Regions from separate parts of the Mus musculus genome. Here regions 2, 3, 4 and 5 are each linked to region 1. The links are chromatin contacts, called in public Hi-C and HiChIP or PLAC-seq maps. All regions are on one chromosome and are shown on one strand. Each heading gives the region's core, a stretch centred on a gene start, on an enhancer-like site or on the middle of the called end of the contact. The rest is flanking DNA. Distances are from core to core; before and after follow the strand shown.

What was found. Hi-C and Micro-C count contacts between places; a contact is called where the count stands out from the background. HiChIP or PLAC-seq counts read pairs in DNA pulled down with a chosen protein or histone mark.
Region 2: a contact with region 1 is called in a Hi-C map of cortical neurons, with 2.9 times the contacts expected there. The contact joins two enhancer-like sites. A contact is called at or near these places in 1 of 39 promoter capture datasets (hippocampal neurons), 12 of 484 Hi-C or Micro-C datasets (brain, cerebral cortex, cortical neurons and 5 more), 7 of 115 datasets of contacts at active chromatin or transcription factors (PVALB interneurons, VIP interneurons, astrocytes and 4 more) and 1 of 9 other capture datasets (embryonic stem cells).
Region 3: an H3K4me3 HiChIP or PLAC-seq map of forebrain shows a contact between it and region 1, with 3 times the contacts expected there. The contact joins two enhancer-like sites. A contact is called at or near these places in 3 of 484 Hi-C or Micro-C datasets (cerebellar granule neurons, cerebellum and cerebral cortex), 5 of 115 datasets of contacts at active chromatin or transcription factors (SST interneurons, astrocytes, embryonic stem cells and 2 more) and 1 of 9 other capture datasets (embryonic stem cells).
Region 4: an H3K4me3 HiChIP or PLAC-seq map of forebrain shows a contact between it and region 1, with 10 times the contacts expected there. The contact joins two enhancer-like sites. A contact is called at or near these places in 2 of 484 Hi-C or Micro-C datasets (cerebral cortex and forebrain) and 6 of 115 datasets of contacts at active chromatin or transcription factors (VIP interneurons, cardiomyocytes, embryonic forebrain and 2 more).
Region 5: a Hi-C map of cortical neurons shows a contact between it and region 1, with 2.5 times the contacts expected there. The contact joins the promoter of 1700036G14Rik here to the enhancer-like site in region 1. A contact is called at or near these places in 5 of 484 Hi-C or Micro-C datasets (cerebral cortex, cortical neurons and forebrain), 5 of 115 datasets of contacts at active chromatin or transcription factors (SST interneurons, VIP interneurons, cardiomyocytes and 2 more) and 1 of 9 other capture datasets (embryonic stem cells).

The regions. Positions count from the first base shown.
Region 1 is chr3:84,954,591-84,957,290 of GRCm38.p6, forward strand. It overlaps Fbxw7 (F-box and WD-40 domain protein 7), which reads left to right. Exons shown (of 14, transcript NM_001177773.1): 5 at 285-367. Among named protein-coding and RNA genes, the nearest start is that of Gm30944, 67 kb to the right of the region's middle. Within about 2 kb of position 1,436, at least 6 of the 459 cell types and tissues checked have an H3K27ac peak or open chromatin away from gene starts, as enhancers often do. A contact at or near this core is called in cortical neurons and forebrain, where this site is marked.
Region 2 is chr3:85,368,268-85,370,967 of GRCm38.p6, forward strand. No RefSeq gene overlaps it. Among named protein-coding and RNA genes, the nearest start is that of Gm52637, 16 kb to the right of the region's middle. Within about 2 kb of position 1,319, at least 59 of the 459 cell types and tissues checked have an H3K27ac peak or open chromatin away from gene starts, as enhancers often do. A contact at or near this core is called in cortical neurons and forebrain, where this site is marked.
Region 3 is chr3:85,298,796-85,301,495 of GRCm38.p6, forward strand. No RefSeq gene overlaps it. Among named protein-coding and RNA genes, the nearest start is that of 1700036G14Rik, 17 kb to the right of the region's middle. Within about 2 kb of position 1,301, at least 41 of the 459 cell types and tissues checked have an H3K27ac peak or open chromatin away from gene starts, as enhancers often do. A contact at or near this core is called in forebrain, where this site is marked.
Region 4 is chr3:85,336,804-85,339,503 of GRCm38.p6, forward strand. No RefSeq gene overlaps it. Among named protein-coding and RNA genes, the nearest start is that of Gm31210, 4.0 kb to the right of the region's middle. Within about 2 kb of position 1,443, at least 9 of the 459 cell types and tissues checked have an H3K27ac peak or open chromatin away from gene starts, as enhancers often do. A contact at or near this core is called in forebrain, where this site is marked.
Region 5 is chr3:85,316,235-85,318,934 of GRCm38.p6, forward strand. 1700036G14Rik (RIKEN cDNA 1700036G14 gene) reads left to right here and starts at 1,285. Exons shown (of 3, transcript NR_040542.1): 1 at 1,285-1,326.

The DNA of each region.
Region 1 (2,700 bases), core at 186-2,685:
TTAAACTGAAAAATGAAAAGTATATAACATTCTAAGGGCATGGTAAATATTAGTCCCTCACCTAACACTGCTCTTCCCAGTAGAATACTAAGGGAACATTACCTATCCAGTCCATAAGAGTAAAGCAAATAGGAAAAACTGCGTAATATATTTTCTGATTAACCTACTAATAATCATCATTTTAGACACATGAAAATTTAACAGTTTTTAAATATTAGCATGCAAACTCAAAGTCTGATAATGGACCAAGTAATTTTTTTTATTTTATCTGTTTTACTTTATAGATGAAAAGAAAGTTGGACCATGGTTCTGAAGTTCGTTCCTTTTCTTTGGGAAAGAAACCATGCAAAGTCTCAGATTATACCAGGTAACGTTGAATAGAGGGGTAGGCGGGCATGTCATCTGGAAACATTTCTTTGAATTTGTTTTCGAAGAATAATAGTGCTACTGTATTCAGTGTTGTTGGTTGTTGAAATGTGTTTTAACATTACAGAAACGGGGAAGGGCATGAGGCTCAACCCAAGCAGAAGGGCTGGCACTGTCCATCTTGGACTTTCTCACTGATACTCTGATGGGAGACACATGCTGGAGTTCTTTAAACAAGATTGCAAAGTCACAATTTTAAGGACTTCTAAACAGTAAACCGCGAGGAAATGTCTCTGGTTACTATAGCAACTGCTGTTTTAGGGTAGCTACTTTCATATACCAAATCGAAGATAAATTTATTAGCAGTGAGGTAAATCTCCCGGTTACTAAAACTTACTTCATGGAATGAATGTATTAGAAATCCCCATTTATTGGCATGATGGGTTTTATGTTTTAACACATACATTTCTACACTTGTAGAATAGTTTCCATAACAACTAAATACAATTGTAGTCTTGTTTCCTTCTTCACTCCATCATTTTTGGATTTTGCGTCAGTATAAAACTTTGCCCACTCTCACGCTAATTAGACTAACTTAAGCACAATATCTCATTTCCCAGCCAATTAAACATGGTTTTGGATGTCACTTGAAATGCTGAATTTTAACATTTAAATGACAAAAGTATCTAAGAACTCTGTGGTCCCCTCCCCCACTTTTGTATAACTGTCACTTTTATTGAATAACTGGTCAGAGTGAACAGTAGAAATTCCAAGGACATTATGGTTAGGATCTTTTTTTAAAAAAAAAAATTTTGATTTAGTTATTTTTATTCTGTGAAACAGAATAAAATTAACATTGCCTAGATACAAGATTTTCTAAAACATCATTACAAATTGTCACACACCCCATACATACAGTTTGTTTTTATTTTGTTCAATTGTGGAAATATATTTAATGCTCCTGGGTAATCAAGGAATCATACTGCTTAGGATAACTTTACATACAGAAAGCTCTGGCAAGATGATGCTAAAGAGATGAAGAAAGCTTCGTTCTCTGTACAGCCCTTCTCCCCTCCCCTCTGCTGTCTGACAATTTCACTGTTGGGCGCTTGCTTCCACCAGAGGGTGTGGAGGGATAGAGAGACACCGCAAATATTCACGTCATTTTGGTTTTCCTTCTAACCTTGATGATATATTTCTCAGATGAGGAAGTTGTTTGATGTTAAACTAATTGTAAATGTAATTTTTTTAATGCACAGATTTCAGTCTGTTCACATTATTTTGGTCTTCTATTAAAGACAATACCAAAACAAAAGTATTAAATGATCAGCTGTTTTAGAATAAAACTTTTGGTACAGAACACATTCTCATAAAATTTTTGTTGCCTACTTTTTATATCAAGACAGCAACAGCCTTTTAACAAGGAATCCTACTAAAGGAGAATTAGAGTCAATACATATTTATTTCCATGTCTTTGACACAATTTTGTCAGTTAGTAACATATATGTTTGATATTCAGTAATGATTCTGACAGGTTTTTTTTTGACAGGTAATAAGATAAAACTCATTTTGTATTCTCCTGCCTCCTTAGGAGACTTTAACTATTAACACAGCCTGTTTTATTTTGGAGAAAAAGAAACTGAATTTGCTTTTGGATTTGAATGAAGGAAAGATTGATTTGCTAGTTGAATATTAGAGATTGTTGTAAATAAATATTAAAAAATTCAAAGGGTGCAGGCATAAAGATTTTTCTATAAAATAGTGATTTATGTACCGTTTTAAAAAATTAAGAGTTTCTTCATTAGCGATTTGTCAGAGGTTGAAAATCAGTTGTTATGGTACAGGTTACATGTGCTCTTTGTGTTTCTTTTTTAATTCTTTTCTTTTTGGTTTTGTTTTGTTGGGGTTTTTTTGTTGGTTTTTTTTTGTTTGTTTTGTAAACAAATTCACTGTAACCCAGCCTGACTTAGAATTCACTATGTAGCTTGCCTCAAACTTAAAATGGTCTTTCTGCCTCATCCTCAAGTGCTGTGATAACAGATGTGAGCTGTCTGCTCTTTGGATTTAAGATACTTTATTATCATAGTTCAGTGAGCTGAGGATTCTTCCACAGGTCTAGTTTTGTTGAACGTTAATACCACCTGTAAGGCAGAAATGCTCACATTACCTGGTTTGAGGTGCTTGAACCAGCTTAGAGGAGCCACCAGCGTGTCTGTGTGTGTGTGTGTCTGTGTGTGTGTGTGTGTGTGTGTGTGTGTGTGTGTGTGTGTGTGTGTGTCTGTGTGTGTGTGTCTGTGTGTGTCTGTGTGTGTGTGTGTGTGTGTGTCTGTGTGT
Region 2 (2,700 bases), core at 69-2,568, 410 kb after region 1:
TTCTGCAGGTACTTGGACTGGTCTCCCAGGAAGAACGTGGGGAGTCTTAGGATATTTGATAGACTAATCTTTAATGAACCAACAATGTATCATCAACACTGTAGAAACATACTTGTACAAAGTCCTGTCATGGAGAGCGCCATGTCACTTCAAGGACTAGGTTCTAACAAGATCTGCATAAAGAATCTCTGGTATCCATGCTTTCTGAGTGCCTGCTTCTGCACGGATCTGGGCAAGATCATAAGCCCTGCTTACATCATTGTCACCCAGGATGGAGGGTGGTTTCAATTGACAGCAGAGACTGGCAGGAGCCTGGAAAAGTACAATAATATTCGAAGTTGCCTTCAGTCTTATTTTTATTTGGGCTAATTTGCATGACTGGTGGATGCCAAATGAAGATATTTTTCCTTCTCCTTGGAATAGCTTCATTTTAAAATATCGTTCTTTTCAAAGTGCCCAAATATTACTGTGGTGAATAACGAGCAGACGGGAAGTGGGAAGGGTGGGGCAGGTTCAAATGCTTTATGCTCGGCAGAATAACTTAGCTTTTCAGATTTCTAGCCTCCCTCTGTTCTGCTCATCTGAGGGCACCATGCCCTCCATTCCGTGGAGATGCAGCCACCCAAGAGCCCCATCAAACTCCATCGACCTCCTACACGCAGCCTATTCGAAGGGCGTATGGCAGCTGCCCCTCTGCAGGATTAGCATGACTCACTCTATAAGCGAGGGAAAGCTTCCAGGCTGTGGGACTTTGCTACTTGCAACTCTGCCGGAAGCATCCATCACTCTGCAGCGAGGGAGAAAAACAACCCAATGTCTCATCGAGTCATAGACACTCTGAAAATGGAGTTGCAAGGAGGTTTGTTTTTTTATCCCTTTTGGAGCAGGCACTATCAGGAAGCCACCGACAGTTAAATGTTTGACTAATTTGAGCGCACAGCTTTTTTTTTTGTTAAGAGAAAAGAGTGTATCTGTCTGGTTTCCAGAATGGTAGGTGCCATATTGCAGAGTTCCACTGTTATTTCCCCAGCCCTAGTGAGCTGCTGTCTCTCCCTCCTCTACCCAAAGCTGCACCACCCTCCCAGGCCCTTGTAAAATGTCAGCAGTTCTTCCAGGAAGCCTCGCCCCTGTACCAGTTCATCTCACCGCTAAACAATTTAGAGATTAATAATGTAGCAACAGGAGAGAGATTAAAAAGCCATCTGGTGAGCAAGCCCAGGCACAGCTTAAAATACCTACAGCACCAGAAAGAGATGAGTGCTCAGAGAGCAAGGCTTGGGGTCAGAGCGCTCTGAACTCAGTGTCTAAACCTTGGACTTACTAGCTGTGTTCATTTGGGGTGGTCACTTAACCTTGTCCTGCGGGTCAGGGGATAATACTCATCCCTCTCTCAGAGGACTTTAGAAATGAATTTATTGTCGTTGCAAACAGGCTAATGCAAATGGCATAAGCACGTTAATCCTGCAGCAGGGATTGACCATCGTCCATCCTTGGGGAATACCACCAGCTTCGGGGCTGTTAGAGTGAGACTGACAATGTGCTGGGCAATCCCCTCACATCTGCCTATAGAGATCGGCAGATGCCAGGGTCTAGACAAAAAGCTTCACTGTCTCTGACCCTCATTGGCTCTGGGAGTCGGAGCTCACAACATTTCAAGAGTATCTTCTTTCATTCACCAAACACTTGTGCTTTATGTACCGGGGCGCTCATCTTGGAGACAAGCCTCCTTACCCTCAAGGAGTCAGAAAATAGATGACATATTAGAGGCGTAGAGAGCACGCTCCCAGTCACGTGATGGCGTTGAGAGCACGCTCCCAGTGACATAATGGCAAAGAGAGCACACCCCCCCCCCCCCCCCAGTGACGTGATGGCAGGAAGGTCCAACTGAGATGAGGGCCGAGTGAAGGCCAGAGGGAAGGAGGAAACAGGCAGTGGAGGCAAGTTGGGGCATGATGATACCTCCTCTTCTTGCAGCTCTGGGCCTCCAAAGTCAGCAGAGGGAAAGCGACACATGCTTTCCAAGGGGATCAGAGACTGGCTCCTGCCTAACCCAGGGCTGAGAAGTGGCCCCATCGGATACGGTAGCCAGGCAGGTAGTGGCAGGATCAATTAGAATTCACCAAAAGTTCTATGGAACAGGAAGCGGCACCCAGAGAGTGACACGGCGGGGTCTGAAGAAGGGCAGAGAGACCCTGGTCACTCTTTGGAGAGGGGACATTTATCCCTCGGTAGCTCTGATGATGTGCAGAAAGCCACAGATGATGGTTGTGAAGATGAAGAGTCCGCAGGGACTCTGCCTTCTCTTGGGAAGCACCCTCTCGAGCACCCGGGGGACCCAGGGCTTCTGGCAGCTCTGAAACTCAAAGGGAATCGCTCAGTTGCTGGTGCTCCGTTCTCTTCTGACTTCTCCCAGCAAGGGTGGTTCAGAGAGCAGTGTCTCGGTTCTTGTATTTATTGGGTTTATCTTTAACCCGAAGACCTGTGAACATCCTGAAGGCACGGACCAAATTCTTAGACCCAGATTGCCCACTACGGTTTCCTTAAGGGTAAGTAATACTCACCAACGGTTCCCTTTACCATGAACCATTGTCCCTGGTCCCTCTGGGCACCAACTCGTTCAGTTAGTTGTTAGTTCTGCCACTCAGTGAGGTGGAACATTTTTTTTTCCAGATGAGAAACAGGCACAGAAAGCATAGACAC
Region 3 (2,700 bases), core at 51-2,550, 340 kb after region 1:
AGGGGATGACAGCCTGAACGTGTCAGTTGGCATCGAGGGTTAAGAGGGTCACATCTCTGAGACTGAAAGCGAGGGTGGGCGTGAACAGGAGATGTTTGTAGGTGGAGATGGGAAGCCGAGAAAGCTGGACCTGGTGGCCTTGAAGTTAGAGTCAGGCACATCTGCTCAGGGGGGAGAGGTGGAAAGCAAGTCAGAGCCTTAGGGGAATGTCTGAGGATAGAAGGCTCTCTGAGGGCAGGTCAACAAGAGACAGACAGCACTAAAGACCTAGGTGAGGTCAGAGGCCATGAACCTATGGCAGCCCCGACTAAAGAACTCAGCCTTGATTATGCAGAAAGTACCAACGAAAATCTGACACCTGTGTACCTCATTGGGTTTTGCTTAGTGAGTGCTAGAGGAACTGAGGGGTCTGAGAAAACCTACCGGGACATTAACTCAGGAAAGCGTATGAAGGAAGAGAAACCTGGGAGAACCAGAGAATGTGAAGGGATCTGGGGCGATGAGAACCCCAAGACAGCTGAGCTAGCCAAGTGCGGACACTGTTGTGTGGTTCCCTAGGTGTGGAGTGATATGAAGGTATCATACATGGATCATCTCAGGACTCATTTCCCTTTAGGGGAACAGCTCAGAGGAGAGAGCAATGGTGACCAGAATGGGCCTACTTGTTCTGCTTTCAGTATTCCTGAGGCTGGATTCCAAGCGACCCCCAACCTTGCCTTGAAGACGGCTATGTTACTTTGCAAACCACTTGAGAAAAAGTGCAAAGCTGCTCTAAAGAGGTTTGTAGATCATACATCAGGGACTACAGAGATGATGGTCGCTGCTGTGAGAATAAGAGAGAGGTCATTGGTTTCCCCTCATATTTATCAGAATCCTGTGACTAATGTTGGGCCTTTGTTAAGATGGGAGCTCTCCTGGTTAGCATCTTGTTCCCATGAATAATGAAGCCAGCTTTGCAGGCAGAGGCTGTGGAGAGAAAGCAGCACACAGAGGGCTCCCCAAGAGTTTACAGCTGTCCTTCCCGAGCTGGCTGAGTGGCTGATCAATGGTAAGGAAGGCCTCAGTGGTCCAGATGCATCGTCCCACGCTGAGTGCCCAGAGACCAGAGTTCTGATATGCAAAGTAAGCCTGAGACTCCTGTCAAATCAACAAACAGGATGTTGGCTGTGCAGCAAACAGGCCTGCAAGCTGTTGGCAGCCAAACGTCGGGCCATCGCCGATGCCAGGTCCAGCCACACGGTGGGCACTGCCCCAAGAGCTCGGCGGCAATCTGTATTCCACTGCACACTCTTCGCCATACTGCTGACCCTCCAGCCAGGCCGGCAAGTGAGGCCCATGCCCAGGATGCAGGCACACTGCTGTGGCACTATACACAGGCCCCTTTGTTCAGAAATACCTCATGCATAAAAGGAAGCCGCATGTCTTGGGTTTTCTTTCCAGGCCTGGAAAGAAAGGCATCTTGATGATGATGTTTACCCCCTCAACAAGGGGGTGGTCTCGGAGGGTCTACTCCCCAGCACGGGGGTAGGCCCAGAGGGTCTACTTTCCAGCACAGGGGTGGGCTCAGAGGGGCTTGCTGAAAGCTACTTGGCTGCCACGTATTTTAAAAGAAGTTTGAAGGGGCTTGGCAGGAAGTGTGGGGAAACCTCACTTGGGTATCTTAAAGGCCTGTGTGAGGCTGGCCAGAGACGCTGGCAGCTCTGCTCGTTAGACAGATTGAGAAAGTGCCATAGAGAAGGCCCTGTTGGTCCTGAGGCTTCTTTTCAGTAACAGAGAGCCTCTTGCTGTAGGTATAGAAAGAGCTGAAGAGTGGGCCAGATTCAATGTGAAGTCCAGGACCCATTGAGAAATTGTCACTTTCATCTTTGGTGGCTGTGCCAATGCCACTGGCCCTGAAATGGCCTTCCATCAGCTGAAGAACACTCATGTCCAATTTAGGGCCTTCTCTCAGACTCCAGCTGTACATCTGAAGACTGAGACACTGTATTGGGCTGGTCAACCGAAAGATGTGTCCTGAGGTTGATAATCTTCCAGGCCTCATAGCCCAAACCAATGGACTGAATCCCAACCAAATAAGAGAGTTAGTTAGTTAGTTAGTTAGTTAGTTAGTTAGTTAGTTAACTTTCTTCTAAAGTAATTAGTTCCATGTTTGTTAAGTGCAGGAAGAAATGGAACAGAAAGCTATCCTGTGCTCTGAAGGTTTGCTTCATGACCAAACAAGCATGCTGTTTGGTGCTTCGCAACTTTCCAGAGGGTTAGGGTCAGGGTCAGGGCCAGGGTTAGGGTCAGGGTCAGGGCCAGGGTCAGGGTCAGGGTCAGAGTTAAAGAGTTCTCTTGTGCTCCTGCTCTGGGGTCCTTTCCTACTCCTGGGCCAGAGAGAAGTTAGAGTCCTTGTCAGGGAGGTGGTAGGCCAAAAGGTTCATGGCAAAAAGCTGCGGGCTCTCCCACCAACTCCTGGGTCATTGCTTTCTCCTCTGTTATGAGTTGTTCCCCTAAAGAGAAATGAGTTCTGAGATGATCCAGGTATGATACCTTCACATCATTCTACACTCAGGGAACCACACAGCAGGGTCCTAGCTGAGAGATCACTAGGTTAGTCAATTGCATGAGTAAGTTGTGGTGTGTATATACTTATGTATGTAGGCGTGCTCACTCCTGCGGGCCAAAAGCCAGAGGAAGACATCTGGAGTCCTGCTCTCT
Region 4 (2,700 bases), core at 193-2,692, 380 kb after region 1:
CAAAAGCATAAGTGTTGTGTTAGAAGCATGGTTCGTGTCTGGACAAACCACACCAGGCCAAAGCAGTTCCGCATGACAGAGGTGTATTGTGGGGAAAAGGGCAAAGGTAGTGTCAAATAAGAGGGGGCAGGCAGAGAAAGAGATCAAAAGGGGTCTGCCTTTTATTTGGATAGTGATGTAGCCTCTTGCAGGTAAAGGTGGGAGGTGAGCCAAGTGGATTCTGGGAATGTATGGTGGTTGCTATGGCAACAGATGTGTGGGTCACTGGAGCTGAACACACTTGCCTTCTTTGGCCCATGTTGGCTAGTTGTAAGCCAACTTGAGCTAGGCTGGAGACATCTAAGAAATGAGAACCTCAATTGAGAAAATGTTTGCATAAGATCAGGCCTCTAAGGCATTGCGTTTGGTGAGTGATTGTTGTGGCTTATAGAACCCCTGGGCTGGAGGTCCTGGGTCCTGTAAGAAAGTAGGCCGAGCAAGCCATGGCAACAAAGTCAATAAACAGTGCACTGCCATGGCCTCTGCATCAGCTCCTGCCTCCAAGTTCTGCCCTGCTTGAGGACCTCAACTGACTTCCTTCAGTGATGGACTATGATGTAGAAGTGTAAGCCAAATAAACACTCCCTAAGTTGCTTTTGGTCATGAGTGTTTCTTAACTAGGACAGACCATAAACTTAATAATACATATGCATTTCTGTTCTTCTTCATTTCTTTCCTCCTGGAGCTTATCTGACATTTTTGTTGTTGTTTCTTGTGGTGTGGGGGGTGGGGGGGTGGGGTGGGGGGGGGGTGCACGTGCATGTTTTGTTGGTGGTGTTTTTTGTTTTGTTTCAAATTCTAATAAAATTGTCTTTGAGCTTCCTTTCCAGCCTGTCTCTAAATTCTTTTATTAAGGAGACTGAGAATCCAAAAGGAAACTCCAATTTCTCCAATACTAGTTTCATTTCTTTTGAGATCCATGGTAAAGGGAGTGTGTGATGGAGCCAGGATGCCCATTCTATGGTGGCCAGGAAGTGAAAAGAGAGGCAAGGGAGCTGGGGATAGTGTATTTCCTTCAGGGGTATGCCCACGAGGACCCGACTTCCTTCCACTTGCTCCTGCCTCTTAACAGCTCCACAACCATCCAATAACACCAAACACTGCTTTCACCCAACCTCTATATTGGTCCTAATTTCTAGCCATTAAAGCTCCTGGCATGCACCACTCCAAGACAGAGCCCAGCCAGTTCCTGCAAAACCCAGTCAGCAGTAGAACAATGATTACCAACACTGCCGTCCCTGGGCAATCTGGTTTGGAGCTGGCCTCAGTTTAAGTGTGCAACATGTAAATTAATTACCAGTGCATCTCCCAAGTAGGTTATGCCCGGGTCACAATGTGAATGTAACTCCACCACCTCCACAACTTTACCAGCTATAGGCATAATTGTGGTGGGTGACAAGGAAGAATTTGCATATTAGCAGTCATCAGTGTACTGCTGTAGATGAACCCAAATGAGAATTCCATCCCCCTCTGGGATATTATTCCGGGCAACCAATACCAGGAGTACATTCAAAACCAGATGCCTTCATTAAGGTCACCCCTTTCCCTCATTGTAATGCAAATTGCCAGAACTAAGGCATCTAAAGATTGCCTGAGAGGTGCATAGGGGAGCATCTTAAATAAGTAACGAGTCAAAATTCAGGACATTCCTTAATTAATTGGGAGACGGAACAAAATAAAACAGGCTTCAGCCAATGGCAACTTGCTGACACTGGGTTGTCTAGGATTGCCCTCCAGTAATGTGAGAGACTCCCTCTTGCTACTTCTGTAAATTCCTTGAGGAGCTCCACCCCTACACCCTAAGCACCCTCCCACACTTTTCCTAGAGGTGTGGAGGTGGGAGGGAAGGAGAGGTGGGGACTGGAAGAGTTGCCATCTGCAAAGGTTTCTGCTAATTAGCCAAGGACAGCGGTGCTGGTTTGGAACAGTGTTGGATGCAGTGGACCATTGCACTTAATAATAACCTAACAGGTTTCAACCTAAAGATGCGTGATGGGAAGATGGCATGAATAATTCAGTGAGCTCGAGGTCCTGAACTCACATTTTCTCCCATAAAGAGGGAAGCCCAGAGCCTCAGGTACCAAGTTGCAAACCTATCAGGGCTTAGTGTCTCTTTCAGAGCTGTGTTACTAAGTGGCGTGTAGGTGTGAAAAGCCTTATTACCATGTAATTTTGTTAGAAGCAGACTTCCAAGTACCTGCTTTACTTTATATTCACATACACACACAAAAAAAGAGAGATCAAAATGTATTTTATTTCCTAACAATAGCCAATTTGGCGATAATTACTGTAAAATACGAATTTTTTTAAGTCATAGCACCCAAGTGAAGCCCTACGTTGCACCCCTTTGTACAGGAATATCTTCTTATTTATTGCCTTCCCAATAATGAACTTTGAGATAAACAACAGAAAAAGTAATTTGTTTTTTGACAATGCTGAACCTTTGAATAGAGAAAATCACACAGTTGAACACAGAGCGCAGTCCTGTGTGGTAAAGTGGTCTCCATGGCAACCAATAGATTTTTATGCTAAGTCTGGCCTTTAAAAACATTTCACGTTTACCACTGAGAAAAAGATGGCCTTGATTTAAAAATGATACAACAAGTACCTCAGATGAGCATGCTTTCTGCTCTGGGCTGCAAACTCAATTAAGAGCCATCT
Region 5 (2,700 bases), core at 35-2,534, 360 kb after region 1:
GATGCTGGGAAGGGAACAAAGTCTGGAGGCCAGACATGACCTAAGAGGAAACAGGAACTGAATGTGAATTTCTTCTCATAGTTTTATGGTAGCTATCTCTTCCCTCCCACCTCCTATTAACAGAAGGATTGTAGACAAGCAAAGACAACATTTGATGGCCAATGTATGGATTCACCTTAAGTGTCCTGAATTTGTTCTGATCTTAAAACATTCAATTATCCTCTCACTCACTCAAAAACCATGCATATTTGTCTACTTGCTTCTCATGGTAAATGGGATTAGTGAGCAAATACCTCATCCTTCTGTCCATGTTCTTGGAACCATGTACCTTGAAACTCTGCATTGTATATGTGCTAAATGGAATCCCTGTATCTGAATGGAATGGGTCACACATCCTCCTCTGATGAATGGGGTATTAGTATATCACAGGTGATGTGTTTTATAAAGCCAAGGATATGTTTTATAGAGCTTGGTATGGTATGATAGGAGGGGGGTACCTCAGTGGGCCCATGCTAAGGCATCCCTCCCCCCTGAGGTACCAGCCATCCACAAGTGTAGTATAGAATAGAGTTTATTTGGGGGCATAGGGAGGGGAGTTGAGAAGGGAGTAGAGGTAGAGGCAAAGAAAGAGAACAGAGAGGGAGAGGGAGAAGAGGGAGGGGGAGGGGGAGAGGGAGAGGGAGAGATCAGCCAGGAACATGTAGAAAGAGAGGTGGAGGGGGAACAGGAAAGAGGGAGAAGGGGGTCCGATAGAGAAAAGGGCAGATAGAGAGAGATGGAGAAGCCAAACAGTCCTTTGTAAGGGTCCATGATTTTCTAAAGAATGATAGCCCAGACTCAAATAGTATGTAAATGAAATGAGTGTTTTATTTTGCTGAAGTCCAGTGTTCTGGGGTCTCCCATGACCAAGCTAGAGAAACACCCAAATGCACTTGCAGGCCTGATTTAAAGCACATTAGGGAATTCTGGGGTAGGTGACCTCTATGTTAATCTGTTGTGTCCATCTCTCCAGACATTCCATTTCTGTAGTGTGGGGGCTAGAAACTTGCTGGAGAGGTCTGGAGACTGTTGCTGAGGAAGTCTGGAAACTGCTGCTGACCCATTGTCCTTGCCTCAGGGCAGGTGACAGGGCAGCTTCTGAGGCCTGGACTTGCCTGAAATTGCCCAGTTCTTAGAAACAGACATTTAGGCCTAGTCTCCTGAACTGCCAATTTGAAGCCTGTCATGGAGTCAGCCTAGCCTTCTCACCCTTTTATAACAAGCCAGGACTACCTGACTGTTGCTAGGTAACTGTTGGGCGGAGCGTAGAAGGAATACCAACAACAGGTAAGCTGTCTTGTTTCCTCTGCCTTTCTGATACCACCATGAAAAGGATGGGCTCCAACTAGCCCTTAGTCCTAAGAAAAGCATGAGAAACCCATGAAGCAGGGCTTTCCCAGCTCCGTCGCCCAGCTGAAGAATAGGTGTCTGAACAGGCCTGAGCCAGCCTGAACCAGCCTGAGCTGGCCTGAACCAGCCCAGCAGCCAAGCTCCATCCACATCAGACCTAGGAAAGACAAACATTGGTGGTGGCTAGCTACCAGCGCTTTGCAGTTCCCATTTTGCTGCAGTTTGATAGTCATGACTGGTATAGACACCTTCAGTCTTCCAGGCACTTGATAGGATGCCAGAGAAGGCAGGAGGCTTTACCAGGCTCGCTTTCCATTAGAGCCCATTACAATTTACATACACACCTTGCCCACTTAGTCTTTTGTGTGGCCAGTTTTGAGATGAGGAGTCTGAGACATAAGAAGGCTAGCCAGCCCATATCTCGAGCTGGAACTCAAACCTGGGTCTTCTAACTCCAAGTGCTAGGTTTTCCCACCACCTCATAGGAACCTGCACCTGCTTTAGAAGTCAGCATCTCTGGCTGGAGTTGCAGATGGCTCTAAATCCGGTGGTGGGTATTTGAAAAGTGACCCAAAGGGTGCTGTTCTGTGAACTAGAGGACAAGGAGAAATAATTGTCGTTTTTTACCGCCCCAAAATGGTTCCCCCTTTGCAATCAAACCAATCTCTGTTTACAAGTATTTAGCATGGTTCTAGAAATTGCATTTTGAAATTATGCGAACAGAGAGAGAAAAGACAGCCCACACAGTGAGTGATTTCTCGTGGGTAATTGGCTGCTGGTTCTGGCTCCAATGATGCCGTCTTTTTAGAGTATAATTAGTGATTTCAAAGGAAACTGTTAGAGATGGCTGAAATCTCCAAAGAAAGGCTTTTGTAGCTCCTCCTATCAGGGCGCTTCTAAAATGCGTGCTGACAAAACACTTTTTGTTCTTTTCTAATGACCTTTCAAGCTACTTTCTAAAATCCTGGTTTCTAAGACTCAGAGAGATTGATCCTCTCCTTTATGCTCAAGGTCACTTCATGATCAAGATGGCTGCTTCAGACTGAGCCTTTACAACTGCGTTTAAACTTCAGGGGGAAGGAAGGGCTGGCTCCTCCCAGCTGAGTCAGTTATTTTTAGGGAAGACATACATGTCCAAAGTTCCATCACACAGCTCTTACTTACAACCCATTGACTGCAATGGCGACACCCAGGCATATCTGGCTGTGAGAGAGGCTGGGTCAATGGAGCTGAAAATTAGGGTTCTTTTGCTAAGGAGGAAGACAAGAATAGAGGTTGGGACAGAAAGCGAGTTTCAGTCATCAAATGTAA